Linked DNA regions of Danio rerio: region 1 is linked to region 2. The links are chromatin contacts, called in public Hi-C maps. All regions are on one chromosome and are shown on one strand. Each heading gives the region's core, a stretch centred on a gene start, on an enhancer-like site or on the middle of the called end of the contact. The rest is flanking DNA. Distances are from core to core; before and after follow the strand shown. Region 1 holds the start of ece1 (endothelin converting enzyme 1). Region 2 holds the start of phf2 (PHD finger protein 2).

Evidence for each region. A called contact is a pair of places that touch in the nucleus more often than the background predicts.
Region 1: a Hi-C map of an unstated tissue shows a contact between it and region 2, with 2.1 times the contacts expected there. The contact joins the promoter of ece1 here to the promoter of phf2 in region 2. A contact is called at or near these places in 1 of 18 Hi-C or Micro-C datasets (an unstated tissue) and 1 of 4 datasets of contacts at active chromatin or transcription factors (embryo).

Annotation. Positions count from the first base shown.
Region 1 is chr11:30,061,681-30,067,656 of GRCz12tu, forward strand. It overlaps ece1 (endothelin converting enzyme 1), which reads right to left and starts at 2,696. Exons shown (of 18, transcript NM_001077792.2): 1 at 2,126-2,696. The coding sequence starts at 2,254. LOC141376624 (a long non-coding RNA gene) reads left to right here and starts at 5,645. Exons shown (of 3, transcript XR_012387202.1): 1 at 5,645-5,976.
Region 2 is chr11:29,797,682-29,804,042 of GRCz12tu, forward strand. phf2 (PHD finger protein 2) reads right to left here and starts at 2,834. Exons shown (of 22, transcript NM_001202418.1): 1 at 2,314-2,834. The coding sequence starts at 2,411. It also overlaps the pseudogene fam120a.

The DNA of each region.
Region 1 (5,976 bases), core at 1,446-3,945, 260 kb after region 2:
CATTGAATTCTCCACATGTCATCCAGAGAAAATATTATAGGAAAGGTTAAATACTCTAAAGTTCTACTTCTCATTGACCGAAATAAAAACAAATTGACAACAAATGTGGAGTATGGGAAAAAGACTAAATGAAAGAGGGTACATATATATATTGATTATTACAAGGTATAGAGGTACTTTATCTAATACAATTTCCGGTGTTTAAAGGAATTAATGTCCACTGAAATGGGCTAGCTGATTTTACAGAGCAGAGATCAAAGAATCTAATTTCCTATATAAACATTTGCCAGTTTTATGCAAATTAGCAGCAACAGAAAGAGTCTGGCAAAAAATAATGCTTAAGCAGGTAATACAACGTGTTGACTTAATGTTTTAATTTAAGTCAAATAAATGGATCAATGTGACTTAATTTAACTACTACTAAAAGGTAACAAATGCCTGATCAGGGTGGAAGTAGATCAGTCAAACTGTACAGTTTTAATCCTACAGTGTACTTTATTTGAAAAAAAGAATACACTGCTATTTGTCAAATGTATGGAGTATGTTATTTTAATGCTATTTTATTCAACATGGATGCATTAAAATCATTAAAAATATTAGCAAAAATTTATTATAAAATCAATAAATGAATATAAAAATAAACAAAGAACAAGTTATAATATTATTACAATTTAAATAATAATAATTACTTTGCAGCAAATCAGCATTTTAGAATGATTTATTAAAGGATTATATTACTTTATAATACCATTGAAATAATAGAACTGTTTCACTAACAAAAATGCATTTTTAAATATATTAAAATAAAGAAAATATATTTTATTTTGTTTCACAATTTTATTACTTATCACTGAATTCTGGATTAAATGAATGCCTTGGGGCTGTATTTTAACGATCTAGACACATAGTCTAAAGCTCACGGCACAAATGCATTACGGGCATGTCCAAATCTGATTTTTTTTTCTGAGTTATGAGTGTGTTTTGAGCATAACGTGCATTAAACCAGTGAGAGTGTCATCTACCGTACCTTTTTAAAAATCAGTTGCGTCGCGCCATGGAGCATTTGTTATTTACATGGCCCACTTTGTACGTGGAAAAACTGAAAGCTTCACTAATGAGAAAACAGTTAAACAGACCATGTGCAGTGCGAGGATAAAGAACGAGCCTCCTCCATTGGCCTCTTTACTTTGTCTTTACTTTCGCGGATGAGGAAACGGTGTTGTACGCACTCCACTGAAGTTATCCATTAGTCTACATAGCTAATTTCAATGAAGATTTGTTTCAAAACGGTTTCTAAATTCACTTTTAATTTCTAGCAAAAGTTTGACCAACAAAATGTGGTCAAACAACTAAGTTTTATCCGAACACACGTTCTATTCTTATGCCCCATATGGTGATGCATATGTCTCCAAACCCAACAGGTGAACAAATCTAAACTTGTTTTTTTATTTAAACAAATATGCATATAATAAATGATTCTACTAATAATAATAACATTATACAAATCCAAACAAAATAATAATATTTGTAAATTTTAACCCTTAAATTGTTTTCATATGTAAAGATATGTGTATTTCTGTACATACTGTGTGTATTAAGCAATGTGTAAGCATTTGGACCTGCATAGGCACATAACTAACATGCTCTGCGCTGGACTTTAGACCAGCTTTGAGGTGGTCAGTGGTGCAGTCTATTTCAGTTTCTTAAAATAGCAACACGCCAATAATGTGCCTTAACACACCTCCTTTTTAGACTAGCACAGCCATGAGTCCACAAAGTAGCGCAAATGAATATGCTATTAAAAGAACATGGTGCTAAATGTAAAAATGTATGTCCAAAATGTCAGTTCTAAGTTTTTTCTTTCTCCCACGATCATGATCCTTAAAGAAATAACTAAACTAACACTGCACCTACTAAAAGTAAACAGAAGTGTCAGACATATTAAAACAACTTGAACTGCGCTAAAACACGGAGGACGTTTGAAAGAAGGAGCATGAGGAAGTAACTTGGCACAGTGTTCTGGAACCATTTAATGTCTTATTTGGTTAAGAGATCCACAATACTGCTCTACACCTCAATTACAGAAATACTTTAAAGAAATATAGCCAAAGAAAAGAGTTCTCACCTGCATGCTAGAGGTGTGGTAGATCCCATCAGAACCGGTGTCCAACAGCTCCTCTTCCTCCAGCGTGGCCCGTTTATAAGTAGACATCTGAAAGGTCAAATGAAGAATAGATTCCCTTAGTGACTCCATAACTAAACCAAATCTCCTCTCCCAGGCATGTTTCACCAGCTTTTGGGAAGAATTTTCCTCTGGATTGCTATAAGGAGAAGGTGGTGAAGTTTAGATTTCCCCAAGGAGACACTCGGCTCAGCGTTTCAGTGAATGGGGTTTTCTCTTTCACCTCCTCCCAAGCCAAATTTTCCAACCCCCCCTCACCAATGTCAGCTACACCAAGGAAATAAGCTCCAAAGCATGGTCAGCTCGGTCTTCACAACAAACATGAGCTGGGAGGCGTTTAAAAGTGCTCTTCTTTCCAGCTCTCCTTGTTAGGAATCTCAAACAAGGGATTCCTGGGAAGCTTGAACTTTTTCCAGTGTGAGGCGACAAACACTAGCGTCAGTAAAAAGGCAGGAACTTGTGAAAAACAGGAAGGAGAGAGGACTTGAGGAACATACGTGAGGGTGTGTGTACATGTAGGAGAGAATGTGTGCATTCCACAATGGGCTTTCATTTAGGGCTGGGAGGGACCTGCTCGAGGTGAAGTCCCACCCATTCAGTTTTACCATTGGAGGATTCCTGAGCAGAGGGAGGGACTTGGGTGAGGCCACTCCCATTGCATGTTTTTAGCTGCCTTTAATAGTCACCTTATAGGTATGGCAGTGAGGCATTGCTGTTCCTGTCTGAACTTATAAAATACATGTTCAGTATAGGTTTTTAATTGCATATACTAATATTTGATGATACATTTGTTATGAAAAAAAGACAATTAAATTTAAAAGAGCACATTTACGTTAAAGAACTTTACGCATTTAGTTTTATTAGATGTTAATTGTTTTATAGTATAAATTTGAATGTAATATTTATTTTAGTACAAAATAATTAAAAATTAGAAAAATAAAATAAAATTATTTTAAATAAAAATTTAATAAAATAAATAAATAAATAAAAATAAATAAAATGAATGAAAAATGAATAATAAAATAACAAAAAAATAAATGAAAAAATGAATGATAAAATAAAAAAGTAAATAAAAATAATTTAATAAATAAAAATATAAAAAAATAAAAATAATAAAATAAAGAAAAAATGAATAAAAATAAAGTAAAATATGAATATTAAAATAAATAAAAAATGATTACAAATTATTAATAAAATAAATATAAAATAAAAATGAATTAAAAAAATTTATAAAAAATGAATAAAAATAAATAAATGAAAAATATTACAATTAGAAATAAATAAAAATATTAAAAACAAAAAAATAAATAACAAAAGAATATATAAATATATGACAATTAATCAAGTTTGTTTTGACATAATATGTGTGTACTTTGTTATTATAAATACAGACATGCATGCCCAAATTTAAGAAAATGTTTATTTATATTTCAATATAAAATATATGTGTAAACAATGTTTCTATGTATGAGTGTTTCTCAAGATTTCTCAAGTAATATTTAACAAACCAAGACTTTTTTACAGTATTTCACAATTTTATTTATTTGCTTAGTTTGGCTAGAATGAAATCCATTTTAAATAAAATAATAATAATAATAATAATAATAATAATAATAATAATAATAATGATTATAATAATAATGATAATAATAATGATAAAAATAATAATAATAATTACAACAACAACAACAACAACAACAACTCAAATATTATTTATACAATTGTATTAATATACAATATTATTAGCTTCCTTAAATGTCTAAATGGCAATTAAAGCTCAATACTAATATCTTGCAAATAAGAAAAACATAATGCACTGTCATCATGGCAAAGACAAAACACTAAAAAATAAAAAATTTTAAATACTATGTTTAAATGTGTTGGAGAAAAAATATTTTTAAAATCTTTACATTTTCAGAGAAGGCTAATGATTTTTTTTTGACTTTTTATACTTTCTATTTAATAGCAAAGTAATATTTGATAAATATTAGGATATAATGACAACAAAGGCAAAGGCACTGAGGAAATGTAGTAAATCCTTCACTAACAGCACATTCTCCTTTAATGTTAAAGCCAGCTGTCTATCAATAGGCCTCTCTGGCATCTGAACAGTTCGAGTCAGACGTGACACTCAAAGTCCAGACAAATATATTCACTTCTTCAAGCCAAACCACGTTTCAACCGCAAAAAACAGTTCAGACTCACCAAAGAACTTCGAAATATTAGCCACAACATGACCAGTAGAAACATATTCCCACTCAGGGCTGCAGAGTTTAATGTAGCGCATTGAATTGTCTGGCCAGACGTACTTCTTAACAACCTTGGCAGGGTAAATCCCTGTCATCTGATGACCCTGGCATGAGGGTACTAACGAAAGAGTTGAATTTCATCCAACTTTTGAAGCACGAAGGCATTCACAGAAAATATTTTGCGGTCTGTTGTGTAGTATCACTCGGAAACTGAGATTATCCAACTATCCAAGAGCAAACATCAATTACGCCTCCCCCTTACCCATATATAAAGCAACAAAAATATAACAAGAAAAATCCTTTACAAATAAAAAAAATAAAAAAATAAAAAAATGAAAATAAAATAAAAATCTAAACAAAATTAATTAATTAAAAATATGTAAATCAGTCAATAGGTGAGGCAGTGGCGCAGTAGTGCTGTCGCCTCACAGCAAAAAGGTCGCTGGTTCGAGCCTTGGCTGGGTCAGTTGGCGTTTCTGTGTGGAGTTTGCATGTTCTCCCTGCGTTCGCGTGGGTTTCCTCCGGGTACTCCGGTTTCCCCCACAGTCCAAAGACATGTGGTACAGGTGAATTGGGTAGGCTAAATTGTCTGTAGTGTACGAGTGTGAACGAGTGTGTGTGTGGATGTTTTCCAGAGATGGGTTGCGGCTGGAAGGGCATCCTCTGCGTAAAAACGTGCTGGATAAGTTGGCGGTTCATTCCGGTGTGGCGACCCCAGATTAATAGCCGAAAAGAAAAGGATATTTAATACAATATCAAATAATAAAAGCAAATAATTAATAAAAATTGTATTTATTTAAATAAAACAAAATTAAAATAATTTTAATCATTTTTAAATCTTATTTCCACTTTTCTAATCTCTTTGAAAGGCTAAGCGTGATGAATGCAATCTAAACAACCATGTAAGATTGACAATTATTTCTGCCAAAAAAAAAAAAAAGTAAAATCTAAATGTCACTTCCTGAGTTTTATTGGATGCTCCATTACATATACACAGTTAAAATTACAAAAGGTTATGACGACAATTGTTTTTATGTTACTTTAACTTTTCTTAATAGGTTAAGCAGGTTTTCACTACATTTTTAAAGGGATTGTGCAGAGTGTATTTTTAAGGCTTGGTTGGGTTTATAAGATGCAAAGCAATGTGTGCTCATGCTTTACTTGTAGAAAATAATGTTTTTTATATTTTAATGTTATTTATATATTTTACTTTAGTTATATACAGCTACTCAGCTAACATGAAAACAACTGTCTTATTTCCTAGTTCTTCCGAAAGTTCACTCTCAAGAGGCTCTGATTGGCCTGCTAACAAAAAGTGCTGTGATTCACAGATCTGCTCTACGTCACCAGGAAAAGCGTCACGCCCCTACAAAGTACTGTCAGTCAGAGTAGCTGTTAGCTGTATCAGTTTGAGCCTGAAACAGACTAATAATGAGAAGCACACAGCTGAACCTCAGGCCTGCACTCCAAAATAAAATCTGACAAGTGTCTTTTACATTTGTTCAGAATAAGCATGTGTAAGTAAGATGAAACTTTCACATATTT
Region 2 (6,361 bases), core at 1,584-4,083:
TATCATATCGAATCCTGAATTTATTTTTAAGGATTTCATTATACTGATACTGATTTTATTTAAATATTTTTTTATTTAAGTTTTATTTTAATTTTCAACGTTATGGTCATTTTGTAGTGCGATATTTCTATATTATTTTAATAAAGTTTTTATTTACTATAATTTTAGCATTAGTTTAGTTTATTTTTAAGTGAACAAAAAAATATTTTGTAAATGTATATATGTCTGGAAAACAATTATCAAAAAGTTCCAGGTTTTCCATGCATGTTACTGATGAAAGGTTATTTCTACAAATTGACTGATGAAACAATTTGTTCAAAACATATTGGGGGGGGGGGCTCTAATAGATTAGCAGAATTCTTTACAACATAAATGGAGCTGTGTGTACTATACTCTTACCAGCAGCTGAAAGCATCAAATTAACCAAAATATTTAATAAACAAATATGCAAAGAGTAGAGGATGTGTTTAACTGTGAATGACAGCAGTGCCAGTTCTGATAAAAATCTGCTGAGATTTCCTTATAGTTCTGCAAGCCACTCTAGATATACAGTTTAAGTCAGAATTATTAGCCCCCCTGTTTATTTTTCCCCCCAATTTCTGTTTAACGGAGAGAAGAGTTTTTTTTCAGCACAATTCTAGACATAATAGTTATAATAACTCATTTCTAATTACTAATTTATTTTATGCCTGACATGATGACAGTAAATAATATTTGACTAGATATTTTTCCAAAAACTTCTATACAGTTTAAAGTGACATTTAATGGTTTAACTAGGTTAATTAATTTAACTAGGCAGGTTAGGTTAATTATGCTCTGTAGACTATCGAAAAACAATTTACCTTAATTTAAAAAAAAATCTATTGATCTATGGAAATGTGTGCATGTTTTTATTAAATAAATATCATTATAGTGTGGATATCCTATGTTTAATTTGCATATTAAGGATCTACCCTAGATAAAGAAAAAATGAGGAAATGCTATAGCATTATTTATTTTGAAGCTATTTTGAATAGTAGTCTATTAAAAACAACAGATGCTTGAGTTCAAAACCACTACAATATTAACAGCAAGAAGGCAGAAAAATATTCCTGAGAAGTAAACAGTGAAAAGGCCTTAACAGACAATAATGGGTGCTAACATCATCACACTTTAAAGGCATAACTGGTTTCTCCCTTCATCTGATCTGCGAGAATCAGTCGCCCAGCCCTCTCAATAGAGGTCAGAGAGGTTTAAAATCACTGAAGGCGGTAAAGCTCAGTCACAGCAACAGAAACAAACACAGCAGTGTCAATCCACACAATTCTTTACACATTTCAACATGCAGTAAACCGCGAACTCAGTCTGACAATGAGAACGAGACTATTTACAAGGCGTCGCGCGCGTGTTAAACAGTCACACTCTTTTAGCCAGTTGAACAACAGTCGTCCTGTAATTCTCACATCCCAGACTCCGCGAATGAACTGTAACGATCGCTGGGCTCGTTAAAGGGTTAAAATTAAACGCGCGTAAATGTATCAGTCAGTGAAGTGGAACGCTTGTTCTTTGTTTACATTCGCGGAACAGAATTAAAACGCGTTTCTGGCGCTAATTTCGCTCGCGCTCCGAAAACAAAACAATCAGCGGGGGGGAATTTCAGATCAAACCCACAAATAACAGATCGACTCCCATTATTGGATCGGGTTGAACTCATTTGCTACGACTACGCGCTGCTGTCAGCGATGCTTCGCAGCACACACATACACACAGGGCGAATAAATCTGAACTTACTGGTTTTGACCATGATGATGAATACGGTCTGTGATAATGGCTAGATGTCATACAGGTTTTAAAAAAATGTGCAGAGGGACTCTGAAATCTGCAACGTCTGGCTCATATTCAGCCTATTATTCATCTAGCAGACACCAGAACGGACAGAGACAGTTTTAACACATTTCAAAGCCAGTTTTAGCACTGATACGGAACGAATAGGGCGCATAAAGGAACGTAAAATGTGTAAAAGAAAAGCCACTCGGGTTCGCAGACACCCACTCGGCTCTCTACTACGACAGCGTCCAGTCTGAGACGCGACCGAAGCGCGCGATGCACGCATATCGAGCTCACATCGCACAAAAAAACATCGAAATGTCTTTACGAATTAGCAAATCTTTTTGTAGCGTTCACAAAAATGTGTCAACCGAGCCAGCTAAATATAACTCCGCCTTCTTCTTCAAGCGGCCCTCGCTCTTCGGAGCAATACAAAATGTGCGCACGCGAGCAAAACGCTTCCATCCAAACCCACACTTAAATAGTTGAACGAAATAATGCGGTTACCTGCCGTGAAACCAGTCTTTGCAGGCGTCGCATTCGATCATAAACTGGGTTACGTCGTAAGGTAATCTGCAGATGCAATACACGGGTACAGTCGCCATGTTAGATCAATTCACAACAACAGCCGGAGAGATGGATGGGGGCAGCAGGAACCTCCCGTAACACAAACTACAGCGATACGAAGAGCCGCGGAGCTGCTCCTGCGTCCATTCGACCGTTCCTCAGATCCGACGTTACAACGTTGCGATGTTAAAATGTTTCCCGCGCTGCATTGACGTGTTCATGCCCCCTGGTGACTATACGAGCTCCGAGACTCTCGTGAAGCCCAAGAAAATGCATCCTTTCATTGTAATATTGTTACGTCAGTCTACAAGACGGGAAAAATCGCCTCGGTCATGCTGGTCCAGATGAATGGAGCTCATTAAACGCTGCGGCTGCTTCTTAGGGTTTCCCGGGACGAGAGAAAGACGAAAATCCACCGGCAGGATCTCCAGCCGACCGTCGAAGCAGCTGCAGCAGAGTCTGTGACACGTTAATAAGGGCTCATGCGGTTATAAGGCATACGAGCGATAGGATTAAAAGCACCGAGGGCTACTTCAAAACTGGACGAGCTCTGTATTTTTAACTATAGATATATTGCAAACTAAAAGCAAAAGTGACAGAACTTATCCTGTGAAAAACTTTTAGTGCAAATATTTATTTATTTATTTTTTGAAGAAATGACATATATATATATATATATATATATATATATATATATATATATATATATATATATATATATATATATATATATATATATATTAGTAATTATTAACTAATATTAAGGAACTATTTATAAGTAATATATATATATATATATATATATATATATATATATATATATATATATATATATGAAAAACGTTTAGTGCATACTGTATAATTATTTTTTTATAGAATAAATGACTTAAGCAATATATATATATATATATATATATATATATATATATATATATATATATATATATATATATATATATATATAAAGTAATTATTAACTATTATTAAGGAATTATTAACAAGTAATACATATAGACCACTTTGAGGAATGTAAACAATGACCCTAATGTATTTCCTGTTTACATTTTTCATTTCCATAGCTTCCAAGAATCCAAAAATAGCCACATATTGATAACTACTGCTATGGTAGTTGTTTTAACATGAAAAATGATTGCATTGCCTCTTGTTACAATTATGATATAGTATGAGAACAAGCAGGAAATGTTCGATGGCAGAGAAGATTACGACATTAAAATGGACTATAAATAGCTTATACACACACAAGAGAGAAATTACATCAGTTGCAATTATTAATAAACATATATAGATATTAAACAGAAGCTCTGAGACAAGGTAAAGCTATATAACTGCAAATGAATAGTAGATTTGGGCAATGTACCAATTACACAGTTTTGGTATTTTCCATCAGATATCACAATGATAAAGCCTTAATTTTGTTAAAGATTACCAGTTAAACAAATAGTTTGTCATATCAATACTGTATTCAATATATTCCTACTACTAATATAAAAATACTTTTTATAATATTGTATATGCCCATAAAATCATCTTAGACTTGACACAAATTTGTAAATAAAATCAATTTTATACGTTGTGCTCACAGCATGACTGCAATTAAATAATAATGCAAGTTTCTATTAGGATTTCCATATTTAATTTGGAGCATATTCACAATTATTACACTTTGAAAATTTCATTTTTATACAACAAAAAAATTGGTAAAATTGTATAATTCAGAATAAAATAGGCCGGAAATCTGACCATCAAAATTAATGTACACATACAGTGCTCAGCATATATAAGTACACCCCTTACAGCTCTCTTTTAAATTCATATTTTTAATAGGAAGTTATGCAATATTATATCAGTGCATACACATTAGATTAGTCAGTACTGAAGCCAAATCTGGAGCTAACAAAATAACTTATGATAACAGAAAAAAAACTAGTACTGCCAAAGTTATGTTATATATATAATATTTTAGCAGCGAATATTTTGCTTGAATTTAATTGCATCATATTTCAATTTCAAAATATGTTTGGTAAATAAAATATTATTTGAACAAATATATCTGTTTAATAAATCTGTTTTGTTTAAATGCACCAAAATACATTGCCTATAATGACTGATATATAGATAATAATATTCATTTTCAAAAGGGGGAGTCCTCAATTATGCTGAGCTCTGTAAATACAAATACGTGTATGTGTGTGTTAAAAAAACTAGTTAGATGAAAATGAAAGAAATCAAGTCACCTGGGTTCATAAAGTTCACTTGGTTTTCTGAAACATGACTGCAAATTTGACCTGTTGGTGGTGCTAGACCGTCTAATATGGAGTCATTACACTTACTCTATCAGTGCTAAATGTCATAACTTTTCATGGTTCTCTAGGCTGCAACAGTCACATTCACAGTCAGAAACAGAGGAAGATGAAACTATCAGTTTGCGTAGAAGTTAATAGTGAAGTAAAACAAGTTGAGTATTACCACACACTAAATGTTCTGTTTTTAGAATATTGCTGATTATAGAATACTGAGTTTATGACTAATGAACATGACTTGACAGTTTATTCTCCAGGGAACCTTTATCGTAACACTGTGTGATCTTCAAAATAAATCTGACGTGACAGCAAGAGCATCTTGTAAACAGAGTAAAGCTAGAGATCATCAACCCATAAAAGCAGACATACACAGAGAATTATTCTAAAAGAATAAAGATTTTTATTAAGCATTGTAAGTTGCATTCAATTTCCTTCGAAATACATCACACCACAACCTATCAACAATCACTCAAACCCAACAGTAGTTCATTCTTTAACAACCCATGAGTTAGAAAGAAACTCCGATCAACTTACATCAAGGTAACCTACTTAGACTTGCGGCAGGGGACTGAGGGGAATACACCATATTTCTGATCACTAATGTGCAATGAAAAGCATCAGGAGGATTAGATGGAGAAGTAATGATTCTCGTTTAGAAGTACGTTTATTTACGTTTTAAAGTAAACATCAAGTGTACTTGCTTAGGCTAAACTCTCAAATGGGAGGGTCGAATGTTTCGCAAAAACTTGTATCGAGCTAAGAAAAGGGGGAGAATTTATCAAGATCAAAGCCATTTTTTCTCAAACATTTTGTTTTTTCAGAGATGATCTGCTAGTATGAATGCGGAAAACAGCAACAGAGAACAGTAATGTATACAGTGATGAGTACAGCAGGATTAACAATATTTAAAGTGGCTAGATAATGTTGGAGTAAATACAACAGAGGTCAATAAATCACAAAAATAATCAACTTAAGGTTAGAGCAAATCAGTTACTGACTAACAGTTAACACCTTTTATAGGACTATTACTGATTATCAGCCTTTATTTTTTCAATTTTGCAGATGGGCACAGTATTTGTAATGAAGAAATAGGACAACATGCATTATAACTATACACCATTTTGTTTGTTTAAAACTTTTAATCGTGAGCCATGCAGAAAGTTTAGCTGAGACAGTTGTACTAATGTGCTACGGCTGATTCAAGAAACCACGGTAATCGCTGATCACTGATGCATGGCGTTTTCTGACACGGAAAAAAGAGACGTCGGTGCTTTTCAAGAGCTTGTGAGGTTTTAAACCGTTTCTTTGACGCATTAACCGCTATCGTATGACATCGAAATCATCAGAACGCAAGATGCAGTAGTATTAACACTAGTTACTCAATGTCAAAACAACCGCACATTTGAAACAGGAGTAAACTCACAACGCTGACACGTGAGAAATGTGTTCTCTTTTTCAAATCGTGAGCTTTACGTTTTCAAACCATAAGATTAAAAGCATTTACTGTGACGATACAAACTCAATTACAATGGCAAATATATATATATATGGTACTTGAATCTCAACGTACTAAAACTAAAAGACTGGCAAAGGAAAATCAGTTATTTCAGTTTCTCTATTTCATCGTCAAAGTAAAATAATTTCATGTAACCAGTTCTGAAACGTCG